Linked DNA regions of Mus musculus: all the other regions are linked to region 1. A link is a contact called in public HiChIP or PLAC-seq, Micro-C and promoter capture Hi-C data. All regions are on one chromosome and are shown on one strand. The core of a region is the stretch at or near the end of the contact, and the rest is flanking DNA. Distances in the headings are between cores, read along the strand shown.

Region 1 (3,422 bases), core at 610-3,109:
TTAGAAGTCAGCCGTGACCACCTGTGCTTTGGTTGCCATCTTTCCCCAAGGAAGAAGAGGACTGAGGCCTGCAACTGGGGCTGGAGGGCTACCTCTGGGGCGGAGGCAAACTGAGGTGCTACAGACTATGTCAAGTCTATGCCCTCTGCCCTGACCACTGCCTAGATGTTATTTGGTTAGCTTTTTGTTTTGAGACTGGGTCTATGCAGCTCTGGTTGTCCTGGAATTCACTATGTAGACCAGAGTGATGTTTCTTCTCATTGCTCAGGGAGGTGGCCTAGGCCTTGAGACCCTTCCATGGGTCCAAGCGTCATGCAGATTTCTTGCCTAGTTATGTACAGTGCATTAGCCCTGAGCCCCCCCCCCCCACGCCTAACCCTCACCGTGGCCCACAATGCTTTCCTGAGCGCCATTTACTCCACTCCACAGAATGCACCTCAAAGAGGACGCCGACTTGGCGGCCATAGACTTCCACCGACAAAGTAACCCGCCGTGCTCAGACTCAACCAGAACTCCCAGTCAGCTCCTTTTCACTGCCCCAACTGTGGCAGGGACAGGAGTCCCATCAGGGACACAACCTTTTGTCCTCTGGCCTTGGGGTAATGTCTAAGAACTCCCTCTTCACAGACCTTAGATAAGCAAAGGCAAGCCCTTAGTCACAGATGCCACAAAGAGGCACCTTCCTCAGCACCGCAATGCCCCACGGCTTATGTGGTCTTGGCTTCAGCTTGGGCTTGTGGGAGGGAATCCAAGCGAGCAGGGAGGTACACGGAGGGAGGCCTGGCACTTCAGGAACAAGCATGACCGCCTTGTTCAAGGATAGTCATGATGTTCCTGGGTGACTGAAGAGGTTGGACAATGGGGGACACACTGAGGACCCCTACAAGAATTGGAAAGGATCCCTACACAGGGGTGCAGGGAAGGGCTCACATAGAAGGACCCAAGGCAACCTTGTGAGAAACTCCCAAGGAGCCAGTCCTAGGAGGGCTCACCTTGTCAGGTATGTGAGAGGTCTCTGGAGGTGACCTGGGGTTGCTGAAGACTAGGTGAGCATGGAGCTTGGCGGGGGTGGGGGGAGGGCAGGGAAAGGGTCACCAATGGGTGCTGAGGGCCAGGAGGGAATGGGCCTGGAGAGTGCTGGAGAGTGCCACTGGAGGATGCCCGAGTCATTTGGGAGGGGTCGTGGAGAGCCTCCCAGGTAAGCTGAAAGACCATGTAAGAGGGCCATCCAGGGATGTCGAGGACCACTGAGGGTTAAAGAAGGGCCACCCAGTGGGTGCCGAGGTCCAGGCGGGCGTGGGCCTGGAGAGTGCCACTGGAGGATGCCAAGTATCATTCCGGAGGGGTCGCAGGAGGGCCATCAATGATGTGGAGGGCCAGCCACTCTAGGCGGGTTGCAGGAGTGCGTCCCAGGGACGCAGGGTGTGGGCCTGCCGAGGAGGACCACCTGGGGATGCCAAGGGCCACTCCAGCAGTGGCTTCGAAGGACCTCCAAGGGATGAGCAGCTGACCCAGGGATGCCGAGGACCACTTTGGAGAGGATGCAGGAGGGCCACTCGGGATGCCAGGGCCACGAAAGCGTGGGGCTCCGGATGGCCACCCGGGGATGCTGAGAGCCAGGCAGGAGGGGTCGTGGGAGGGCGATCCGGGGATGCCGAGGACCAGGCGAGCTAAGGGCTCAGAAGGGCCACTCGGCCAGGGGCACGCGGGCCGGCGCGGCGCGGGGTCGGGTAACGGCCCGCGCGGTGGGCGGCGGCGCCCGAGGCCCCTCCCCGCCGCCCGCGGCCGCTCCTCCTCTTCCTCTCCCGCCCGCGCCGCGGCCCTCCCGTCCCTGCGCGGCCTCGGCGGCCTCGGAGGCGGCGGCGGCGGCGGCGGCGGAGCAGCGCGGTCCCTTTAAACCGCCCGCCGGCGCCCCCGCGCCCGCCCCCGCCCCGGCCCGCGCCCGGCCCGCCGCCCGCGCTCGCGCCCCGCGCCCCGCGGCCCCGCCGCCGGCCCGGACATGGCCGCCAACATGTACAGGGTCGGAGGTAAGGCCCCGCCACGGCCTTTATGCGCCGCGGGCCCACCGCCCGCGCCTCCCGGCCCCGCCGCGGCCTCCGCGCCTCCCCCACGCCGCCCTCGCGCGCGGCCCGCGCCCCTCCCCCCCGTCCCGCCCCCGTCGCGCTCGCGCCCCGCCCGCGAGGCTCGGTTCTGGTCTCCGGTGCTCGTCCCGGCCCAAAATGGCCCCTGGGCTGCCGGTGCCGGGGCGCGCGCGCGCGGGGCGCCGAGCGGCGCTGGGAGGGGGCTATGCCCACCTGTTGGGGACCGGGGGTGGCCCGCGGGACGCAGGCGGAGTAGCGGCGAGTGGCCAGGGTGGCCAGGGCATCCCGGGGGCCGGCGGGCCCGGCGGCGGGAGGCCTGGGCCTGGGTCCGGGCCGGAGCCCCTGAGCAGGAGCACGTGCCTCTGGAGCTCTGGCTGCGGTCCCGCGAGCAGGAGTTTCGGGGTCTGGGGGGCAAGCGGTCTCCTCAGGGGGCCGTGCAGGGCCCGCTAGGTGTGCAGGCACCGTGAGTCCTGTTGCAGGGGCCACGAGCCCGTCCCAGCCGAGGGCTTTCCTTAGCAGGGATTCCTGGGGGGGAGGGTTGGCTACAGCAGGGGGCCTACATCCCAAGTGCAGGTCTGAATCACCCCAAACTTTTCTCTGCCTTACTGCTCACCCCTGCCTAGCAAGGAGGCACTTTCCTGGCCTTTGGAAGGCCAGAGGTCCCTACTGACCTGGGGCCATGAGAGCCTGTCTGCCCGGGCTGGTCCCCCAGTTGTTGGGCCCTGGGAAGAAGCCCTTTGCCCAGTTTGTGTATGTGTGTGTGTGACCAGGATACTCCGGAATGGCCTTGCACACATCCAGGCCATGCTGACCCTTATAGTTATCCCATAGCCTTCTTCTGCTCTCTCTCTGGACTTGGAGACCCTCCTGGTCACAGCCTAAATGTGGATGAGTCTGCTGCTGTCCCCCACTAGCAAACTTGGGCTTTGCTGTGAGAGTGTGCTTGAGTGCAAGACCACCCCGAAACACCCATCAACCACTCCTACGGAAGACCCCGACCCCTGAGTGCCTAGGTCATTTCCTTCCATCTCACACCAGCGGGACCCAGCCAGCTCAGTTCTGTGGCTTGGGGCACAGGGGTGCAGCTATCTCCACACGGATGGCTCATCCTCCCACAGCAGGCCTCCCACAGCAGGGGCCTCTCAGGGAATCCCTGATCTCACACCTTTGCTCTCTGCCAGGACCTGCCACAGGTCATACAGCCTGGGGTCATATGAGGAGGGGCTGGTCTGTGAGGATTCAGCCTTGCCAGCCCCAGAGGGAGTGGGCCAGGTCACTGGATGCTATAGGCTTACTGGCCTGCTTTCCAGGGCAGAGGCTAGCTCCTGGCTCCCCAGGGGG
Region 2 (3,422 bases), core at 652-3,151, 450 kb before region 1:
GTAGACCAGGCTGACCTCGAACTCAGAAATCCACCTGCCTCTGCCTCCCAAAGGCTGGGATTAAAGGGGTGTGCCACCACCGCCCAGTCAACCACCAAGGCAACTCTTATAAGGATAACATTTAATTGGGGCTGGCTTCTAGGTTCAGAGGTTCAGTCCATTATCATCAAGGCAGGAACATGGCAGCGTCCAGGCAGGCATGGTGCAGGCAGAGCTGAGAGTTCTACATCTTCATTCAAAGGCAGAGAGGAGAAGATTGGCTTCTAGACAGTTAGGACTAGGGTAATAAAGCCCACACCCACAGTGACACACTTACTCAGACAAGGCCACACCTCCTAATAGTGCCAACCCCTGGGCCCAGCATATACAAACCACAGCCATCCTGACCTTATTACCCTTCAATCATGACGTCATCTGAGGACGGAGCCTTCAACACTTCATATTCATACTAGAACGGGAGTCAGGCCCAGTGGAACCCCATGGCGCTTGTACAGACTGCACTAGGAAGTGCGGATTCTGGGAGGAAAAAGTCCATTATCTTAACATGAACAACAGCCTTCTTAGTGGTGGTTCCTGGGACAGGTCGCTGGATTTAAGCCATGCAGTAGGGGACAAACGCATGACTCCACACAGAGGTATCATCCATTCTGCACAGTTCTACAACCGGGGAAACCACCATTTGGGGGTGGGGGTGGGGGTGGGGAAGCACAGCAGTCAGTAGTCACTGGACCCTATTGTCCTATTTAGAATTGTGCTCCTTCTTTATGTCGAAGGCCTAACTCCCAAGAGTCAGAGTGTGATTGTATCTGGATACAGTTTTTTGTTCGGTATTTTGAGACTGGGTCTCTCTACCTAGCCCAGGCTGGCCTCCAACTCACAGAGATCAGCCTGCCTCTGCTTTCTGAGAGCTGGGATTAAAGGTGTGAGCCAACACACAGGGCTGGTGGATATAGTCTTAAAGAGTTAAAACAGGGTCCTTAGGGCAGAACTTAATTCAAAGTACTGGGTGTTATTATGAGATGAGGACACACACACACATCCAGTAAGGACACAAAAGTTTTTATTTGTAGATTCTGGAAGACAGAAGCCTGCAGAGAACCTGACACTTTGATCAGAGACTTCCATTCTACAAAGTCTGGAGAATTAACGGGTGCTGTGTGTACACTCCGGGTCTCCTGTACTCCAAGATGAGCACAAAACTTAATGCACCCGAATAACTGACGTTCCGATTGTGTAGAAATAGAAGGACTGAGAAACCCCTCAGCATCACTGTTTTGCCTGTTCAACATGTTAGAAGACACCACAATATTTTTAAATCCTGACCAGCGGACCCGCAGGTGACGCCATAAACCCTCAGGCTCCCTGCCCAAGATCAGACCTAAGGGAACACAAGAGGAACTCGTAGGGGAAGATGGGTGCCCGTATCCACTAAGATCAGGAGCTGGGACAAAACCCGCCACCCTACTGTTTGATACTGATATCTCACCTATCACCTATCACCGTTGCTTAGCGACAACAGAGCCTTCAGGCTTTTCGCGCGCTGAGCCCCGCCCTCGATCTCGTGCTGGTTTATGCAGAGCCCCTTAGCACACGAGTCCCGCCCCCAACGTAGCATCCCGCTAATCCCGCGCCCCACCCCAGAGCCCCGCCTCTTAGTTCCCGGCCTATCCTGAGCTGTGACATAAACTAGCCCCGCCCCAACACAACCCCCCCCCCCCTCGGCCTATCCCGTGCCACGCCTTGCGCAGACCTCACCTCGCCGCGCCAGCGCCCTTGGCCTTTTCCCGCGCCCTGCATTCCAGCCACTGCCTCCCTCAGCCTATCCCTCGCCGTTAACTGCGTAAGTCCCGCCCCCGACGTCACTCCGGCCTATCCCGCGCAGCGGGGCCCGTTTGAGGCGAGCCCCCAGCCTTTCTCCGGCCTATTGGGCGCCGCGCCCTCGTCGGCTCGGGCCTCCGCCGCGGTCCGAGGGCGCCGTGACGTGTGCTCGGCGCGCGGCGCGCTGCGCGCTGCTGAAGGCTGTGTCTGGTACCCGCTACCATGCCCAAGCGGAGCTGCCCGTTCGCAGACGCAGCCCCGCTCCAACTCAAAGTCCACGTGGGCCTGAAAGAGCTGAGCCACGGTGTGTTCGCCGAGCGCTACTCACGCGAGGTCTTCGGTGAGTGTGGACTTCCGTGGGTAGAGCGCGCTACGCCGCGCAGGGCAGCGGGAGACCGCGGGAGCGTCCCGAGCGCTCACGGTGGATGCTGCTTCAGGCGGCTCCCGGAGAAATCCGAGTCGGACCCGAGTGCTGCCGAGCGGACTAGCCTAGCGCGGGACCGACGCGGGGACTGGGTTCGAGTGGGCGTGATGGCGTAGACTGCCCTGAGCCCTCGCAAGTGGCCTTTGTAGCGGATGGATGTTGCTGAGCATTGCCTTGCAGTGATGGCTTTCTGGGGCAGGTGTAACGCAGTGTACCGTAGCTTGGCGCAGTTTGCGGCCGTATAACTTTGAGCGGTGCCGCTGCGCCTTTGGAATGTGCGGGAAAACAAACTCCCTACGCAGCCCCAGTATTTGTCCTTTCCCTCTCTGTACTCTGGGAATGCAAACTCAAGTGCTGAGACGCAGGGGCGATGCGTGAAGGGACAGGACTGAGCTGCAAAGAGTGTGCCTCCCCCCACGCCCCCCAGTCTAGACATGGCCTGGCGTCGTGGCTTGTTTTTTGACGCCAGCACTCAGAAGGGAAAGGCATGGGCTTTATGGTGAGATGTCTTAAAACAGCAATAACAATGCAAACACGGCCCAGAAAATGCCTCAGCTGGTTAAAGTGCAGTCTATGCAAGCCTGGACATGAGTCAGGTCCCAAGAACATACAGTAGGAGAGAATTCCTGAAAGTTGTCTTCCGACCACACTCATAGTAACTAAATAGCCAAGTAAATTAATTTTTTTTAAATGTAAGCATGCAGTTGAAAAGAAGGCCTAAGTGTTAATTGGAACCTAACAGCCTGGCTCTACCCTTCTGAGGACTTGTGTGTTGGAGCATTTGCCAGGCCACTCAGAGCCAGCCAGTCAGGAAGGGGTGCAGGGCTCTAGCGAGTTTTATAGTACACACAGTTTACCAAAACCCCAGCCCACACTCTGGACTCTGCTGGACCAGGAGGCCTTAAGGAGAAAATTGCTCTCATAATGGAATGTGGGTTTGAGCCCCACCTGTGTTAAGAGTACCCCTCCAGGAACTCTTCCCATTTCTTGTTTTTCAGACAGGCTTTCACCGTGTATCTTAGCCTGGCCTTGAACTTAAGTAATTCTGTCTTAAAGTAGGAGGCAACTGAGCTGGGAATAGCCACTCTCTTTGAGTTTTTGTTTGCTTCCAGTGTCACAGAGAGGTCCCTGGGTCGTGGGAGTGAGTATTTCTAGAACTCGCAACAGTGTTTCCCTTTAG
Region 3 (3,422 bases), core at 612-3,111, 420 kb before region 1:
GCGACAAAAAATAATTTTATAGTTAGGAGTCACCACAACATGAAGAACTGTATTATTAAAAGGTTGAAGCATTAGGAAGGTTGAGAACCACGGATATTGGGGCTCAGAATCATGCTAATTCTGGGAGGGGCTGAGGCAGAGGCAGGCTCCAGAGAGGGACGGTAGGATCTGGGCTTACTCTGAACATAGGATGTGGGCCATTCCTACAGAGGTAGAGTGGTGGTAAATACTTGGACAGTCAGAGGGAACTGGCCCTCCCCCGGCCGGGCTCCTATGTTGGGGGCAGCCAAGCTCCGCCCCTCAGCCATGCAGTGCCTGGATAACTGCCAGGTGACTCTAGGCTTCTTACTGCAGGTGCCAGATGAAGAAAATATAGTCAAATGTGCATTTCAGACACATACATTTCTTTTCCAGGGCAGGAAGTTGAGACTGGGCCTTGCCATGTAGCTCAGGCTGGTCTAGAACTTGAAATATCCCTGCTTCAACCTCCGTTTAGTACAACACTGGTTTTCTTCCCTGTAGAATCTAGGTCCTCCAGGAACCCTGGGAGCCCCCTTGGGCTTCCAATACAACTTTGAACAGGCCCCCTGGAGCTGTCCCCAACAGCCAGAAAGCCCCACTTCACAACTGGGTACTCTGTTCTGAGTGTCTAATGAGCCGGGCAGGGGGTTGGGGGGAGAGACAGGACTCAGCGGCTGTCTCTACCCAGAATGCCTTTGGATATTCTACCCAAACCCCTTTCCCTGTAATTCCTGTGCAAGACCTCCTTCATACTTACCCTCCAGCTCTCTATGTGGTGCCCACCCAACATTATTGGTCCCTGGACTTCTAACAAATGCAAGGTGAAAATTCGGAACGGGCCTAGCCCCATAGGAACTCTGGCTCTGTGATTTGGTACTGCGTGGCCCCTCCCTCACGCTAGAACTGTAAATGAGAGTGTCTAACTGACAAGCTTAATGAAGCTCAACGTGAGCGATGTCTCAAGCAACTTCAAGCCCCCTCAGCTAAGAATACCCCTCCGCCTGCACACTTGGGAGCCATTGGTGTAGCCCATGCCAAGGGGCCTCGACTCCTCTAAACCCCGGGCTCTATTGTCACGTCCTCTCCCCAGAAGAAGCAGGAGTCTCCTCAAACCCTGCTGACCCTGATTCCCCTGGAACACTGTGCCCAGGGTGCCGGCCCTGGCCTCTCTCCATATCACTCCTCCTACATCCTGTGTGTGACCTGTCTGCCTAACTCCGGAGGTCTCCTGCCACTTCTCTGTGATTGTGTCTTAAACCCATCCCACCACATCTGCCCTACCCAGTGCCCTCTGTCACAGATCTTAGTGCGCTTGACTGTCAGCCCAGGGTCTGCAGAGGGCGGTAATTCTCTCTCTGAGACCCCAGCTCCACGGCCTGTCCCAGATGTGTTAACGTGAATTCAAGAGAAATCTTCATAGGGCGAAGTGAATTTCTTTTTGACATTTGTGGTCTCTCATTGGCGCCCTGACCCATCTGAAGGACCGTCTTCCAACGGGTCCGAGGCCATTGTCCCGTAGTCCACGGAGAAGCAACTGCCCCTTTGTCCACCAGGGCAGTCGGGACCCCATGGAGGACACAGAGGCCCAGGAGACAAGTATCGCGAGAGGGTCCCGCACCCCCTCCCGTCACAGAGTGCGGCGGGCTAGCTTCTAGCGGGACTGACCGGGTGGGGCGGACAGAGAAGGGGTAGCGAGGTGACCTCAGCGGTTCGGCCGCTCCGGGAAGTCGCCCGGTCCGCCCCCTCCAGCTCCAGCCGGGAGTTTCGCTCTTCGGGGCGGGGCAAGCAGCAGGCGTTGCCCCGCCGGCCAAGTTAGTGCGCGCCCCGCCCGGCGCCGTCCGGGTCCCCGCGCCCTCCCGGCCGGGGCGCGCCGCCCCCAGTTCGGTGCGGTCCGAGCTGCACGGGAAAGCTTGCAGAACGAGCGGAGAGCCGCGCGTGCGGCGAAGGTGAGCACAGGGGCGGGTACTCGGCTCCGCCTGCCTAGCCGGCCGTTCCCCACGGCCGCGCTGCCATAAATGGGGCCGACGGCAGCGGTGGCAGCTGGCGGCGGTGCGGGCGGGCGGCGACTCTGGCGTCGGGGGGCGCGGCAGGCGGGGGGGGGGGGGCGAGGCAGCCTGAAGTCCTGACTTCTTTCTGTCCGCGCGGCTCGGCCCCTCCGCTGCGCCCCGAGCCCCGCCCCGGCGGCAGAGCGGCTTCTGTTTACTTTCGATCGAGTTTTTCCTGCTCCGGGCAGGTGCCGGGGCAGCTCAGGGCTGGCGGTTGCGCGCGTCACTCCCGCGCCTCTCTGTGGGCTGCCTGCACCCGGGAAGGGCGCGTCGGGGCGAGCGGGGGCCACGGCATCCCCGGCGTGTTGACAGGCGTCCCGTTTGTGCCCAGGTGATGACTGCGGCGGCATGGAGTTCCCGGAGCACGGCGTACGGCTGCTGGGCCGCCTGAGGCAGCAGCGCGAGCTGGGGTTCCTGTGCGACTGCACTGTTCTGGTGGGCGACGCGCGCTTCCCTGCGCACCGCGCTGTACTGGCCGCGTGCAGTGTCTACTTCCATCTCTTCTACAGGGATCAGCCCGCGAGCAGCCGCGACACGGTGCGGCTCAACGGCGACATCGTCACGGTACCCGCCTTCAGCCGCCTGCTGGACTTCATGTACGAGGGCCGCTTGGACCTGCACAACCTACCTGTCGAGGACGTCCTGGCTGCCGCCAGTTACCTGCACATGTATGACATCGTCAAGGTCTGCAAGGGCAGACTCAGAAAGAAGGACCCAGATCTGGAGACCCGTACGCTGGGGACAGAGCTTCCTGGGCAGCCACCACACCCCCTGCCTTCCTGGTCCCCTGCCTTCTGCCAAGCCGCACCAAAGGCCAAACACCCATCTCTAGGGGTCAAGGCTACCCATCCCCTGCCAACATTTGGACCTCCGTCTTGGCAGGTTGCAGAGCAGTCAAGTGGGGCCCTGGACCTGTCACTGAAGCCTAGCCCAAGACCGGAGCAGGTACACCCACCCTGTCGCCTCCAGACATCCCTCTGCAGCTCCGTACAGCAAGTGGCGCAGCCTCTGGTGAAGGCTGAGCAAGATTCGTTCTCAGAACAAGATAGCAGCAGCCCGCAGAGCGCGGACCGATCCCCACCACCAGTCTGTGCTTCTGCAGCCCAGGGCCTGGCAGTGGACTTGGAGCCACTGCACATCGAAGGGACGGGCAGCCAGCAGCTTGGGCTGCCTGCAGAGCCAGTGCTCGACAGTGAAGAGCTGGGTCCCAGCAGGCACCTTTGCATTTGCCCGCTATGCTGCAAGCTGTTCCCTAGCACCCACGCACTGCAGCTGCATCTCAGCGCCCACTTCCGGGAGCGGGACAGTGTCCGTGCCAGGCTCTCCCCCGAGGGGTCCGTGCCCACGTGCCCACTC
Region 4 (3,422 bases), core at 503-3,002, 340 kb before region 1:
CTCTCCTAGAGACACTGATAATCTTTTTAAAGTAAACTTATAGTTAGACAATATACACAGATATATAATATGTTATAAATTCTCTCTCATTATGTCAGGTGGTATCATATAAGGGCTTTGGAATATATTTCTTAATGACTCATTTTTAATATTTTATGCTCTTTTACTATGCTTAATTCCCAAAGAATACTTTGTATGTTTTGGAACAATTTAGCATTCAACATTAGATATAGGATCCTCAGTTATGGATAGTAATAAGTGTTCATTAATGATATTTTTAGGGTATGAAAGGATATGAATATAAAATTGAGCAAATTGTTATGTATTATTTGATGCTCAAAATACTCAATATTATTAATATGTTTGTTGTATAAAATGCATTAAAAAAAAAGCTCACCCTGAGAAAGGCTTGGGGCTACAATGGGATCCTGAATCTATTGGCTTAGACCCATGTCTGCGCTGTCTTCTCTGGTGGATAACCCACAACAACCCCAAAGCCAAGTTAGGGCATTATCCCACAGGAAGTGAAGGATGGTCCCTTTTCTGCTCACTTTCTTGCCCACCAGGCTGGACACGGGTCACTGAGGTCAGGCCCTGCTCCTCAGGAGTACTCCCCACCCTGTGAGGTTGGCACTCTTCCCCTGAGGACACTCTGAGGCCATATCCCTGAACTGAGGCCTACTGCCTGCCAAGGAGGAGGGAAGTCAACCTGGACCCTGTTCAAAGTTGGGGCTGTTCCCAAGACCCTGATCTAAAGGCAACAAGGTTTGGTCTTCAGAAGATCCATCTTGGACTATGAGGGGAGGCAGAATCCCTTCAAGGAGCCACTAGTAAGCCTATGTTTGTGGACAGGCCAGGGAACAGCCTCACCTGAATTCCTCAGCGGGGTGAGTCATGGCTACCTCCAGATCCCAGCTTCCCTTGCAGCTAGGTATGGCCCTGTGGCCAAGCGTAGATTGAGTTGTAGCTAATATAGATAAATGGAAGTTCCCTTTCCAGTCTCCAGAAGTGTTCTGGGGATGCTTCATTCTATGCTAGGGATATGAGGTGATGGCTGAGCTTTGGAAGCCATTCTAGGGCTGTGAAGTTTGAATTCCAGGGTTTGGAGGCTAAGACTTCCTGTGACTGTGTCACTGATAACTTCTCCAGAAACTGGTTGCAGGGTATGGTTGGTGGGTCAGTCAGTTTTTCTTCACTATGACGCAGACCTGAGGTAAACTGTTTGAAGGATGAAGGACTTATTTTGGCTTGCAGCTTTAGAGGTTTTAACCAATGTCAGCTGTTGCCATTCCCATGGAACTAGAGTGTGGCCAGGCATAGTAACAGCAGCAAGGCAGAGGGAAGCAGCTTGCCCTATAACAGACAGGAAGCAGAGAGAGATGAAGAACCCAGGCATAAGACATGGCGAGCCAAGTCCTGCCCCAGAAACCTACATCCTCCAATCAGGCCCCACCTTCCACAGTTTCCACCTCCTCCCATCATGGCTATCATTGCACAATTTGTTAATTAGCTCATGATGCAACTTCAATAAAATTACCAGTCTTCAATATATGAGCCCCTGGAGAAGTTAAGTCAGTTTGAGGCTCTCTTACTTGAGACTTTGGTGTTTGCAGTCAAACTTAATTCCAACATTTGGTTTATGACTGAGGGACCCTCTCTAGGAGCAAGCAGGGTAGATTTTTCTCCAGAGGTGAAAGTTCTCAGCTCCGCCCCCTAGAGACCCGATCTGTCTTGACGTGGGGGTGGGGTGCTCAGAACAAAGAGGAAGTGAATGGAAGGGGGAAGCAGCAGGCCAGAGAGGAGGCAGGTGCCTGCCTGCACAGGCAAAGCCTGCAGACAGTGGCTGGAACCAGGATGGACAAGAAGAAAGAGCACCCAGAGGTAAGTGGTAGCCAGGCTAGAGCCAGACAGAGGGCCTCAAGAGGGGTGTCTGTCTACCTCCCACAGTCCCCTCCTCCCAGCACCCTAGGTCCCACAAGCCACCCAGATTGGCTGGCAGATGTCCACTCCTTGCTTGATCTATGGATCCAGGGTCAATGGGTATCAAAGTCTCCAGCCACTGGGCAGCTTTGTCCTATCCCACGCCTCGGGTCCACAGTTTAGCCCACAGGGCAGGAACCCCAGAACCTTGAGGCTCAGGGGGCTCTAAAGCCCATCCCCCAGCTCACCCCTCTCCTGATATGCCAGTACCAGGGAGTGTTTCCCTCTAGCCAGACAGTCCCACCCCAAGGATTCGAAAGACCCACAGGGACCAAGGATGTGACAGGTCTGCAGATGCTTAGAGCCGCCCTTCATCGTTCTCCTACCCTGACCTCAGAGTAGCTCCCAGTGACCACAAGGAGGTCAGAAGTCTGTGGCCCTTGGAAGTCCCAGATTACGGCTGCTGCATTCTTGCCTTTTTGCCAATCCAACTATTTTAGGGGATGAGAACACTTCTCTCAGAGCAGCTGGGAGAGGTAGGCCAGCAGCTCTTTGAGGGATAGCCCTGCCTGGTAACCCTGGCCCAGAACCTCATGTCTGTGCCCCACTGGACATTATAAGACTGGTCAGAGCCAGAAGCTAGGTTTCTGAAGCTGCCTCGGTCACTTGAGCTGCCTGCTATGGGTAGGGTGGGAGATATATCTAAGAACATGAGCCATGATCTGGATGGAAGTGACCTCCTGACTCCCTTCTTCAAGGAACTCTGGTAAGAGGGTGCTGGGCCTCTGTGGGTGACTCTGGTCCTCTCCCCCGCCCCCATCCTCTCACTGTGGTTTCTAGGCTCCACTTCCCCGTAACTTTGGGCATCGAGGGTAGATAGAGCCCCAGGCCTATCTCCTATAATCCATTCCCTGTGCTAAGGTTAGCCACATGCCTACAGGCTGCTGTCCAAGACAACCCTTAAGGGACAGTGGAATTAGTCTCACCACTCTTGGAGTGATAGCCTGACCCACAGAACTGAAGAAGCCCCCAGATTCCACAACCAACCAACTACAATCATACAGTGCCTTAGGTTCCAAACAGCATTCAGGCTGGGAGGGTGGGAAGTCAGTGCCTTGCTCGTGTCTGTGCCAGGGGTTGGGTGACCCATCTGGGGTGCACAGGGCCTCCTGAATGACTGGCCTGACTCTGTAGTGACTCCACTGAAGGAACATGGTGAGTTCTCCACCCTAACTAGCTGTAGCCTCCTTTGCCGTCCCCAGCCTTGACAGCAGTGCAGGGCCAGGCTTGGCTCTTGGTGGCCCTTTTGCCATGCCCCACTTTACAGCCAGCTGCCTACCATGGGGCCACACTTGGGGGCCAGCTGGGGAAGGGAAGCAGCTGCTCATAGCTAATAAGGAAGGGTGGATGAGGCAGCCCAAGCAGAAACTGCACTTTCAGGCCTGGTTTCACTTGTGGTTGGAATAAGGAACTGAGATTCACATACTCAAGACACCAAATCA

Evidence for each region. Promoter capture Hi-C pulls out the DNA fragments that hold promoters and counts their contacts. A called contact is a pair of places that touch in the nucleus more often than the background predicts. HiChIP or PLAC-seq counts read pairs in DNA pulled down with a chosen protein or histone mark.
Region 2: a FOXA1 HiChIP or PLAC-seq map of pancreatic cancer cells shows a contact between it and region 1. The contact joins the promoter of Siva1 here to the promoter of Mta1 in region 1. A contact is called at or near these places in 2 of 484 Hi-C or Micro-C datasets (CD8 T cells and embryonic stem cells) and 1 of 115 datasets of contacts at active chromatin or transcription factors (pancreatic cancer cells).
Region 3: a contact with region 1 is called in a Micro-C map of the G1E-ER4 cell line, with 3 times the contacts expected there. The contact joins the promoter of Zbtb42 here to the promoter of Mta1 in region 1. A contact is called at or near these places in 1 of 39 promoter capture datasets (stem cell-derived epiblast-like cells), 5 of 484 Hi-C or Micro-C datasets (CD4 T cells, the G1E-ER4 cell line and embryonic stem cells) and 1 of 115 datasets of contacts at active chromatin or transcription factors (pancreatic cancer cells).
Region 4: a promoter capture Hi-C map of pre-B cells shows a contact between it and region 1, with 3 times the contacts expected there. The contact joins the promoter of Pld4 here to the promoter of Mta1 in region 1. A contact is called at or near these places in 2 of 39 promoter capture datasets (the C10 cell line and pre-B cells), 3 of 484 Hi-C or Micro-C datasets (cerebellum, cortical neurons and palatal mesenchyme), 4 of 115 datasets of contacts at active chromatin or transcription factors (T-cell acute lymphoblastic leukemia, astrocytes, embryonic stem cells and 1 more) and 2 of 9 other capture datasets (adipose tissue and liver).

What each region holds. Positions count from the first base shown.
Region 1 is chr12:113,096,419-113,099,840 of GRCm38.p6, forward strand. It overlaps Mta1 (metastasis associated 1), which reads left to right and starts at 1,860. Exons shown (of 21, transcript NM_001364622.1): 1 at 1,860-2,027. The coding sequence starts at 2,000.
Region 2 is chr12:112,642,927-112,646,348 of GRCm38.p6, forward strand. Siva1 (SIVA1, apoptosis-inducing factor) reads left to right here and starts at 1,902. Exons shown (of 4, transcript NM_013929.2): 1 at 1,902-2,158. The coding sequence starts at 2,041. Gm30101 (a long non-coding RNA gene) reads right to left here and starts at 1,841. Exons shown (of 3, transcript XR_381987.3): 1 at 1,756-1,841; 2 at 388-516.
Region 3 is chr12:112,676,979-112,680,400 of GRCm38.p6, forward strand. Zbtb42 (zinc finger and BTB domain containing 42) reads left to right here and starts at 1,862. Exons shown (of 2, transcript NM_001100460.1): 1 at 1,862-1,967; 2 at 2,398-3,422. The coding sequence starts at 2,415.
Region 4 is chr12:112,758,903-112,762,324 of GRCm38.p6, forward strand. Pld4 (phospholipase D family, member 4) reads left to right here and starts at 1,753. Exons shown (of 11, transcript NM_178911.4): 1 at 1,753-1,881. The coding sequence starts at 1,855.